Regions from separate parts of the Mus musculus genome. Here region 2 is linked to region 1. The links are chromatin contacts, called in public promoter capture Hi-C maps. All regions are on one chromosome and are shown on one strand. Each heading gives the region's core, a stretch centred on a gene start, on an enhancer-like site or on the middle of the called end of the contact. The rest is flanking DNA. Distances are from core to core; before and after follow the strand shown.

Region 1 (4,366 bases), core at 1,510-4,009:
CCAGCGGCCAGAGCCACCTTGGCGAACTTGCGCACCGTGGGCCCAGGAGTGCGCGGCGCGGGCCGGGCAGCGGCTCCGGGGGGTGCAGCGCTGGGGCCCACAGCCACGGACACGCTAAGCAGGAAGCACTCTGCCGGCTCATAGAGCCTTCCTGCTGCCGCCAGCTCTCGTGCATAGCTACCCAGGGGCGCCGCATGTGTAGCCAGCTCACGCAGCGACAGGTAGGTGGGCGATAACAGCAACCCTTCGAGGCCAAAGCGTAGGAAGTTGTCGGCAGAGCCTGGGCTCGGGAAGCCCAAGAACAGCACGCCACGGCCTCGCGACAGGAATCCGACGCGCGCTATGCGAGAGAAGGCGCGATGCACTGGGCTGCTGTCGCGGCAGAACTGCAGCACGTGGCGGCACACGCTGCCCACGCGGCCGTACACGCAACGCGCCTTGTGCGCGTCCCAGTCCTCTCGGCGGCACAGACGCGAGCAGTAGTAGGTATAGCAGCTGTGGCACGACTTGAAGTAGAGGCAGGCGTTGAACATGGTCTCTGTCCGCCGGCAGCGCGCGTTGGAGCAGGTCATCAAGTCATCCTCGTCTGCGCTGGGCTCGGGGGAGGCGTCCGCTGCCTCCCCCGAGCCGGTGGGCTCTTCAGTGCTGCCAGCCGAGGCCGGGGGCGAGCGCGATGGCGCCAGCAGGGTGGCCCCTCCAGGGCCTGCAGCCCGTGAGTCCAGCAGGCGGCGTAGTTGGCGGCCTAAACCTTCGGCGGCAGGCTCCGGGGCCTGGGCTGGCGACCGTGAGTCGATGACCAGGTCAGTGATGAGCTCGTCCAGCTGCTCGAGGCTGCGCTGGCGGCTTGAAGCAGGACCCTCAGGGACCGTGGATACGGGCTGCCGTGGTCGGCCTCCAGGCAATTCCCAGCCCTTGGCAGTCGGGCGATCCACTGAGCGCAGGTCGTTGTCTGTGATGGTAATCTCTGGCGTGACGTACCAGTTGCGGCCCAGGCTCTCTCCCGCGCGGCCCTTCTCTGTCAGCGACGTCTCGGACAGCGACAGTGCTGCATAGCGTCTGGGTGAGGTGGACAAATTCACTACGACTGGTGGACGCCGACCTTCAGGGGATGAACCCCTCGTATCCCGAACCTCGCGTCCCAGGAGGTTCTCATAGCTGCGGCCGCGTCCTAGAGGATCTTCACGACGAGGACCAGGAGCTAGGATGTTGTCCCAGGATCGAGAGTAGTGGCGGCTATCGGTGGCCAGCCGGGGTGGGCTTGTGCCGGTGCCGCCGTGCCACGAGGCCAACAGTGGTCCAGGGGCGGGAGGCGGCATTACCTGAAGGGTGCGGTAAGGCCTCGGACCCCAGTCAGCCCAGGGTGGGCTGCTGCGCGGGTGCGGGTAAGTCCGAGCCAGTACATCGCGTTCTCGGTACCTCCCAAAGTCCTCGGTGTAGAAAGTGCGGGCTCCAGGGTGCGCCCGGGGCTCTTCTGGGACATACCGGGGAACGAAAGGCATACCGTAGGCTCGAGTTGTCTCCCCGTAGTAGGAGCGGGAGGGGGGCTCCTGGATCGGGAAGGTGCGTACTTCGCCAGCATAGTAGCTGCCCCCACGCCTTGGACTGGGTCTAGGGGGTTCTTCGGACAAGTAGGGCCTGGAACAGTAGCCATCAAAGGGAAGGCCGGGGCTTGTGGTAAAGCTGCCTGCGTAGCCCTCTGGCTCCTCGGTGTAGAAGAATTGGGTGGGACCTGGAGGCGTTGTGAAGGGTTGACTGCGGTGCTCCAAGTAGTCCCGGGGCCCAGGCAGTGGCCCGTCACAGTACAGAGTTCTGGGGTCAGTACAGTACAAGTCACTGGGGGTAGGAGTGCGTGACAGGGCCACGTGGCGAGGGCCGGGAACTGTGAGGCCATGGAACTGTGGAGCTGTGCGAGCCCAGGACGTCGTCTCTCTAGGTGCGCAAGATCGCGAGCTTCGGGCGGCGTGCTGCAGCACTGCCTCGTCCGGCTTGATGTCCAAACGGCAGCGGACATGGGGGACAGGTCCAGAGGGTGGTTCCGGTGGTGCGCAGCGGCCTGGGGTGGCGCATAGAGGCGCGATGCGTCCGGGGCCTCCCCGCTGTGGCTGGAGCTTGATGGGGTGCAGCTCATTAGCGAGAGCTCTCAGCGCAGGATACGAGGGCTCCCGGCGCGGCGACCCCTCCACCCGCACTGCACGCTGGGCTTCCCGACCTCTGCGTTGCAGTACGGGCGGCGAAGCTGGAGCAGTCGCCAGGCCTTGGGACGCACGGGGCGCGCTCTTGGAACGGGTGCGGCGCCGAGGCTCGCTGTCTCTGGGTCGGGCGCGCGGTGGCGCAGGTTCAGGAGGTGGCGGCTCTGGGTGTGTCTCCATGGTGGGCTCGTCCAGTGCCTCTAAGAAGTCAAAACTACGGCAGTGGCGCTTGTTGAAAGGCGTGGGCGCAGCAGGCCGGGCCACGGATCGCTCACATGGCTGGCGTTTGGACGTGAGCCCTGGGTCCACCACCTTGATGTCCTGGTACACGGTCGACACCAGCAAGTCCGGCGGGTCCGTGCGGGTCATCTTAAAAGACGTCCCCAGGCTGGCAGCTCCAGTCACACGGCCTTTCGGGGATTTTGCCCTGGGAGGAGATACCGGTCAGGGCAGCCTCCTCTGCACCCCAAGCCCTTTACCCCACCCCACCCCACGTGCTGGTCCGGCTTACCTGGGGCATAGGGGATGGTGCAGCCTTGGCTGCAGGTCATGGTCAAGGCTTCTGGTGCTGCCTCCATGCCTATGTTAGATGTACCTGCAGGAGAAAGCTCACAGTCCATGCGACCTGTGGGGTAGATGGGCCAGGAGAATTTAGGCTACTGTGGACCTTCTTTGTAGAGGGAACTCCTGAGTTAAACCTGCCAGGCATTCTCTCCCCCTACTAGGGTCGGTTGGGCAGGCTTAGGTAGATCAAAGCGGGACGTGATCTCAGCACTACTGCCCTCTGGTGCCTACAGTTGGAACGATGCACTTTTAGATTTCCTTACAGGTAGACCCTCTGATAATGCAGAGTCCCAGGTGAGTCAATGAATGGTTCCTGCCTGCCGACTAGGCTGGGCAGAGAACTCTTCTCCTAGCACTCAAGTCCTTTTTAACTAAGCGTAAGTCCCCTCAACTCGATGAGGTCCTAGGCAGAGGAATGATCCCAGAGTTTTCTTGGGTCTCAAATCCCTCTTCCTTTTGCATAAATCTTGGACCCCAGTTGCTTGAATGAAACCCACCAAGCTTGCTGGAACAGAGAAGGCTACAGCAAGACTCTCCTGCTTTGCAGAATTGCACATGGACCCTTCCCCCACCCCCAGTGTGTGCTAAAGCCAGGTTTAGGCTACAGAACCACGTGGGGCCATGTGAGCCACGAGTTCATGGTGTCCTTCCTCTAAGCTGAAAACTACCACTAGTGTACCAAGCCAGGAGGCTGCTAGCTAGGAGGAGGCAGAGGAGAGGGCGGGAAAGCCCCTCCCCAGGACAGAGTCCTTCCCACTCTGGCTTTGGAAAGCTCCATGGAAACGTGTGGTTGTTCATCCCTGGAGCTATGGGCTGAAAACGATCTAGGCTAATGTTCAGATGTGGGCCACCAGTGTCTGTGGTCTCCAGGGCCTGGAGCTGGCTAGAGAAAGAGGGTTTAAGAAGGCGATCACACACACACACACACACACACACACACACACCCTCCCCCCATAATGCACCTACTCCCAGGACATCTGCTCCAGAGGAAGTTGAGAGTGTGTTGGGGCCTGGCAGGACTTGTAAGTGGATGGGCCTTTCGGGTCTCTAGTCCAGGTGTACAAGGGGCTGTTAGAGGGGTGCTCTTTGGAGTCAGAGCTACTAAGTACCAAGGCTTGTTCCAAACCCAGGTTCATGCCGACCCTATTAAGACCCCTTTCATTCTAAACTCAGTGCCAGGTCAGAGTTTGGGTGAGATGACAGGGTCTGAGGCTCCGCCCCAGGAAGGTGACAGTCGGCTTTGCTGGCTGCAGCTGTCAGGAGCAGTGCACTGTGACACACGCTCCCTTTGGGATGGGGTTGGGGCTTGCTCTTGTATCCTAGGTATTTTGAAGGCCCTTCCCAAATAGCAGTCCTGCTTTGGCCCGTCCTGGAGCAGCCATCAGCAAGAACCTAGTCTGCGTTGCTTGGGGGCGGGGACTCCTCATCCTTCCGTGCAGCCCCCTCCCGTGCCAACAGCTCCACATGCTGGGCAGTTTGGCTTGGCCTCTTACCTGGTGATTACTCCACGAGCCGAGCCCGAGTAGTCTGCATAGCCCAGGTCGGTCCCAGTGTGTACCTGGCCCCGCTATAAATATATATATATATATACATACACCCGGTACCAGCAGAAG
Region 2 (4,697 bases), core at 870-3,369, 500 kb before region 1:
AGAGCTATACAGAGCTAGCCAGAGCTTTGGTTTTTTGTCTCAAAAAAAACCAAAATTGAAAAAAAAAATAAAAATGTCCTTTAAAAAAGAACTTTAAGCTGGGCGTGGTGGCGCACGCCTTTAATCCCAGCACTTGGTAGGCAGAGGCAGGCGAATTTCTGAGTTTGAGGCCAGCCTGGTCTACAGAGTGAGTTCCAGGACAGCCAGGGCTACACAGAACAACCCTGTCTCAAAAAAACAAAACAAAACAAAAAAACCCAACAACAAAAAAAAACCCTTTAACTCGGGGTCACTGTTCAGTTCCAGCAACTGGATTGTGGCCCTGATCGCTCATGTTCAATGAACTATTCCTGTCTGACGGAAATTAGTCTTCCTGTGGTCTGTGAGGTCATTCTTGGACCCCAACAAAACAAAACAAACAAACAAACAAACAAACAAAAAACTGATATTGTAAAAGTCCTGCAAGTAGTGTTGGTTTTGAAGGCATGAAGGGGTCCTGGAGAGTAGCTGAGACTTGGTGAGACTTGGCACTGAGTGGCAGGGCTGAACTTCTAAAGAGATGTCAGAGGAGGCCATTGGTGAAGGTGAGTGAATCCTCAATTGCATGAACCCGGGATTGAAGGGAGTGCCTTCATTCCTGTGGGGTATGCTACAGGATACAAAGTCACAGAATTTCAGAGTGCTTGGAGGCTCAGGGAACACTCTGGCTTTGACTAGTCCAGAAGGCAGCAACATTCACTGTGAGGTTGCTCTGAAGCAGAGCTAATTGTGCTGGCTAGTTTTTATGTCCATATGATACAAGCCAGAGTCATTTTGAGAGAGGAAACCTCAACTGAGAAAATGTCCCCACCAGACTGGCCTCTAGGCAAGCTTGTAGAACATTTTCTGGATTAATGATTGATGTGGAAGTGCCCAGCTCACTGTGGGCGGTGCCACCCTTGCACTGGTGACCCTGGGTTGTATAAGAAGGCAGGCCAAACAGGGAAGAAAGAGCAAGCCAGTAAGCAGCACTTCTCCACAGCCTCTGCATCAGCTCCTGCCTCCAAGTTCCTGTCCTGCTTGAGTTCTTGCCCTAACTTTCCTCAGTGATGAACTGTTACCTTGAAGTGTAAGCCAAACAAGCCCTTTCTTCCCCAAGTTATTTTTGGTTATGATGTTTTATCACAGCAATAGAAACCCTAAAAGAACACCATCTGTCTGTCTATCTGTCTATATCTATTATCTGTCTTCTATCTATCTATCTATCTATCTATCTATCTATCTATCTATCATCTCTATCATCTCTATCTCTATTTCCTATATATCTATTATCTATCTATCATATATTTATCTTGTCTCTATTATATATTATCTATCATCTGTCTATATCTATCTATTCATCTACCTATCTATCTACTATTTATCCATTTATCTACTATCATCCATCTGAGACTGAGTCTTTCACTGAACCCGAAGCTCTGCAGTTTAGCTAGACTGGTTAGCCAGGAAGATGTCGAAATTCACCAGCTTTTGCCCCCAACCCTGTCCACAACACTGGGATTACAGACATGGGCCACCATACCTAGCTTTTATGTCAGTGTCGTGCCTCTGAACTCAGGACCTCATGCTTGTATGGCAAGCTCTTTGCCCACTGAACTATCATCTCTCCAGCTCCATTTTCTCCATTTTTTTTTTTTTTTTGAGGCTAGGTCTCCCCTACAAGCTGGCTTTGTACTCATAGGATGACCTAAAACATCTGATCCTCCTGCCTCCTGAGTGCTAGGACTTCATCAGGTACCTCCACATCGATTTCCTATGGTGCCGCGGCTTGAACATAGGACTTCCTGCATGCTAGGTAAACAATTCTACCTATATTTAACCGAGCTTTATCCAGTACCTTATGTTTTAAAATCCCAACAGGTCTAAAGAAAAGTGACTTTCTCTGACTCACCTACATTTGCAGCTCTGCAGCTCTGCAGCACCCAGCCCTGTAGCCTCTGGACGCTCAGTCACTTGTTACTTGACTCCATCTGGCCTGGCCCAAGTAAGAAGGGCAGAGGACAAGGTCCACAGTAAGCGGGAGGGTGTCCCTAGTCCTGCCTTCTCTGTCATCCCCAGGTCAGTTCCAAAGTCCGTCCTGACAACTAGGGACGCTGCTCTTCCTCCCTCCACAGGAGCAAGATGTAAGCCTGGAATTAATGAGATAGAGTAAAATTAGTAGATGCCAGAGCAGCAGCTAGAGAGCAGCCTGCTCCTCCCACCACAGCCCCAGGTTCAAGTAGGTGGAGACGGGGTGTGGAGGACAGCAGGTGTGCAGGTCAGAAGCAGAACTTCCTCAAGCTATCCTTGAAAGTTGGCTCCCAGTGCAGGTGAGCGACCTCAGGGGCTGTCCTGGTCTGTGGGCTGGCTTTGGTAGGGGAGTGCCTTTCCTGGGTGAGTGAGGGGACTGCCTGTCCTGGGTGAGGGGAGCCTGCCTTGTGCTTTTTGTATAACAACCCAGTCTCAGGTATGACACCCCTGAGGTGCGGTCTGTGTTTTCTTAGTTACTACCTGTGACCCACTTGTCCCTGTGCTTTGGGGTGCTGGCTGGAGTTACAATTCAGTCTCTGGGCAGGTCATTTGTCCTTTTTCCTCCGTTTCCCTTACTTCAGATGAGCTAGTGCCCCATTTAGCCTGTCCCTAGGAGTCCTAACCTCTGTTTACCATTCTTGAAACACTGGGAGTATTTTCATTCTTGGGGGATATGCCATGAGATACCAAGTCACAGAATTTCGAAGTGCTTGGATTCTCAGGGAACACCCCGGCTTTGCCAAGTTCAGTAGGTAACAACAGCCACTGTGAGGTATGTTCTGAAGCAGAGCTGACCAGGAGCTGCCTAGTGGCTTCTCTGTACATTGGTAGGCTGGGTAGGTCAGGACTCGGAATCCCTGCTGGGCTCCAGAGGAGATACGGGTATAGATGTCTTGAGTACTGTGGAGAATAGCATTCCATGGTCAGCTGCCCAGGTTCATCCGGGGTCAGCTAAAATCTCTCAGATCTCCATTAGAGAAATCCAAGTTTAGGATTTCAAGAAAAATCAGATGTCTTTGTTAAGAAGAATAGAATGCTAGCTGGCCTCTTGAGGGGCCCACACCTGGCCCCTGGATTCCATGTAGCATGGTTCTGAGGCTCCCAGAAAGAAGTCCAGCACTGGGAGACTCTGAAGTCCTGAGTTCAGTCCAGACATGGGACTCTTCATGGGGAATCAAGAGAGCAAGGGTCCAGAGGGAGAGGAAGGGTGATGCCTACGTAGGAGGTCTAGATGGGGCTTCATTAGCCCTTGATAGTGGCACCAGAAATGTCCATCTTGGCTCCACTGGGCTGTACCCTCTGTACTGGCCCCCAGGCTCTGTGACAATACTGGGCTTGCCCAATAAGACTTTGGAAACTGTTCTTGGCCATTTTGTTTGTTTGTTTGTTTGTTTGTTTGTTTGTTTGTGGCTGTCCTGGCTACTGATCTAACCTAGGAGTCCCAGATTTGACATCTGAGGAAGGTTGGAACGTGTTAAGGCCCTTCCTCTAGAAGGCTGGAGTTGGAACAGCAGGAGTCTGAGTGTCCACTGCTGTCCACTTCACCCTTGCAGCTCAGACCCTCTCACCATGGGACTCTCCTGGAAGGAACGGGTCTTCATGGCTCTGTTGGGAGTTGCAGCAGCCTCTGGCCTCACCATGCTCGTCCTCATCCTGGTGAAGGCAATCAATGTTCTCTTGCCTGCAGACACCAAGGTTTGCTCAGGGACCTAACGAGGATGTTGGGCTGGGTGACCAGGATGTTGGCCTCAACACCTTTCTGGTTCCATATTATCCCTAGTTTGGGATTGTGTTTGATGCCGGCTCCTCCCACACATCCCTGTTTGTGTACCAGTGGCCAGCAAACAAGGAGAAGGACACAGGAGTGGTCAGCCAGGCCCTGACTTGCCAGATAGAAGGTCAGTGGACAGTTATGTGGCAGCCACTGCTGCCTGGCTTGGACTCCCAGGAAGCCCAGTGGGAGAGACCACTTGGTGACAAACGGGAGCGACATTTCTAGTTCTCAGGGAAGCACATTCACCTAAAAGAAAAGGCCTTAGAGCACTGAAATAAGACACAGGATCACACACTCGGGCTGGCTCTGATGAGAATTCACAGAGATCTCAGACCCTGTACCTCCCCCCCAGGGACTGGGGCTAACATTCCTTCATCCAGTCCCACATCTGCCCTCTAGCCAGGACCCTCTCTGGCATCCTGAGCTTCCCACTAGGTCTACACTGCACTGATGACAGGGGCCACCAGGTTCATTTCCTGGGGCTCCTTTCAATTCTAGAGACCAAAAGCCTGAGTCCAGGGATGGCAGAGCCACACTCTCCAGAAGCCCCAAAGTGGGAGAAGCTCAGGTTTCCTACCTTTCCCTCTAAGAACTGTCGTCAATACACTTGGGGTCCACTATGCAACCAAACTAGCTTTATCTATAGGTCTCCTTTGTTATTTTAGACAGGGTCTTGCTGTGTATCCCAGATTGACCCTGATCCCTCAATCCCCTGCCTCAACCTCCTGAGCACTGTGATTATAGACAAGCACCATCATGCCCCATTCAAAAATCTTAATTGATTTTGGAAATATTCTTCTTCCAACAAAGGTCACATTCACAGGTTTCAAACATCTCTGGTGGCTGTCATTCAGTCTCAACCTTTAGATTTGGA

The links. Promoter capture Hi-C pulls out the DNA fragments that hold promoters and counts their contacts.
Region 2: a promoter capture Hi-C map of liver shows a contact between it and region 1, with 3 times the contacts expected there. The contact joins the promoter of Entpd8 here to the promoter of Ajm1 in region 1. A contact is called at or near these places in 4 of 39 promoter capture datasets (hippocampal neurons, liver and neural stem cells), 1 of 115 datasets of contacts at active chromatin or transcription factors (bone marrow-derived macrophages) and 1 of 9 other capture datasets (adipose tissue).

Annotation. Positions count from the first base shown.
Region 1 is chr2:25,577,340-25,581,705 of GRCm38.p6, forward strand. It overlaps Ajm1 (apical junction component 1), which reads right to left and starts at 2,760. Exons shown (of 1, transcript NM_001005424.2): 1 at 1-2,760. The coding sequence starts at 2,558.
Region 2 is chr2:25,078,204-25,082,900 of GRCm38.p6, forward strand. It overlaps Entpd8 (ectonucleoside triphosphate diphosphohydrolase 8), which reads left to right and starts at 2,120. Exons shown (of 10, transcript NM_028093.1): 1 at 2,120-2,348; 2 at 3,603-3,744; 3 at 3,830-3,947. The coding sequence starts at 3,619.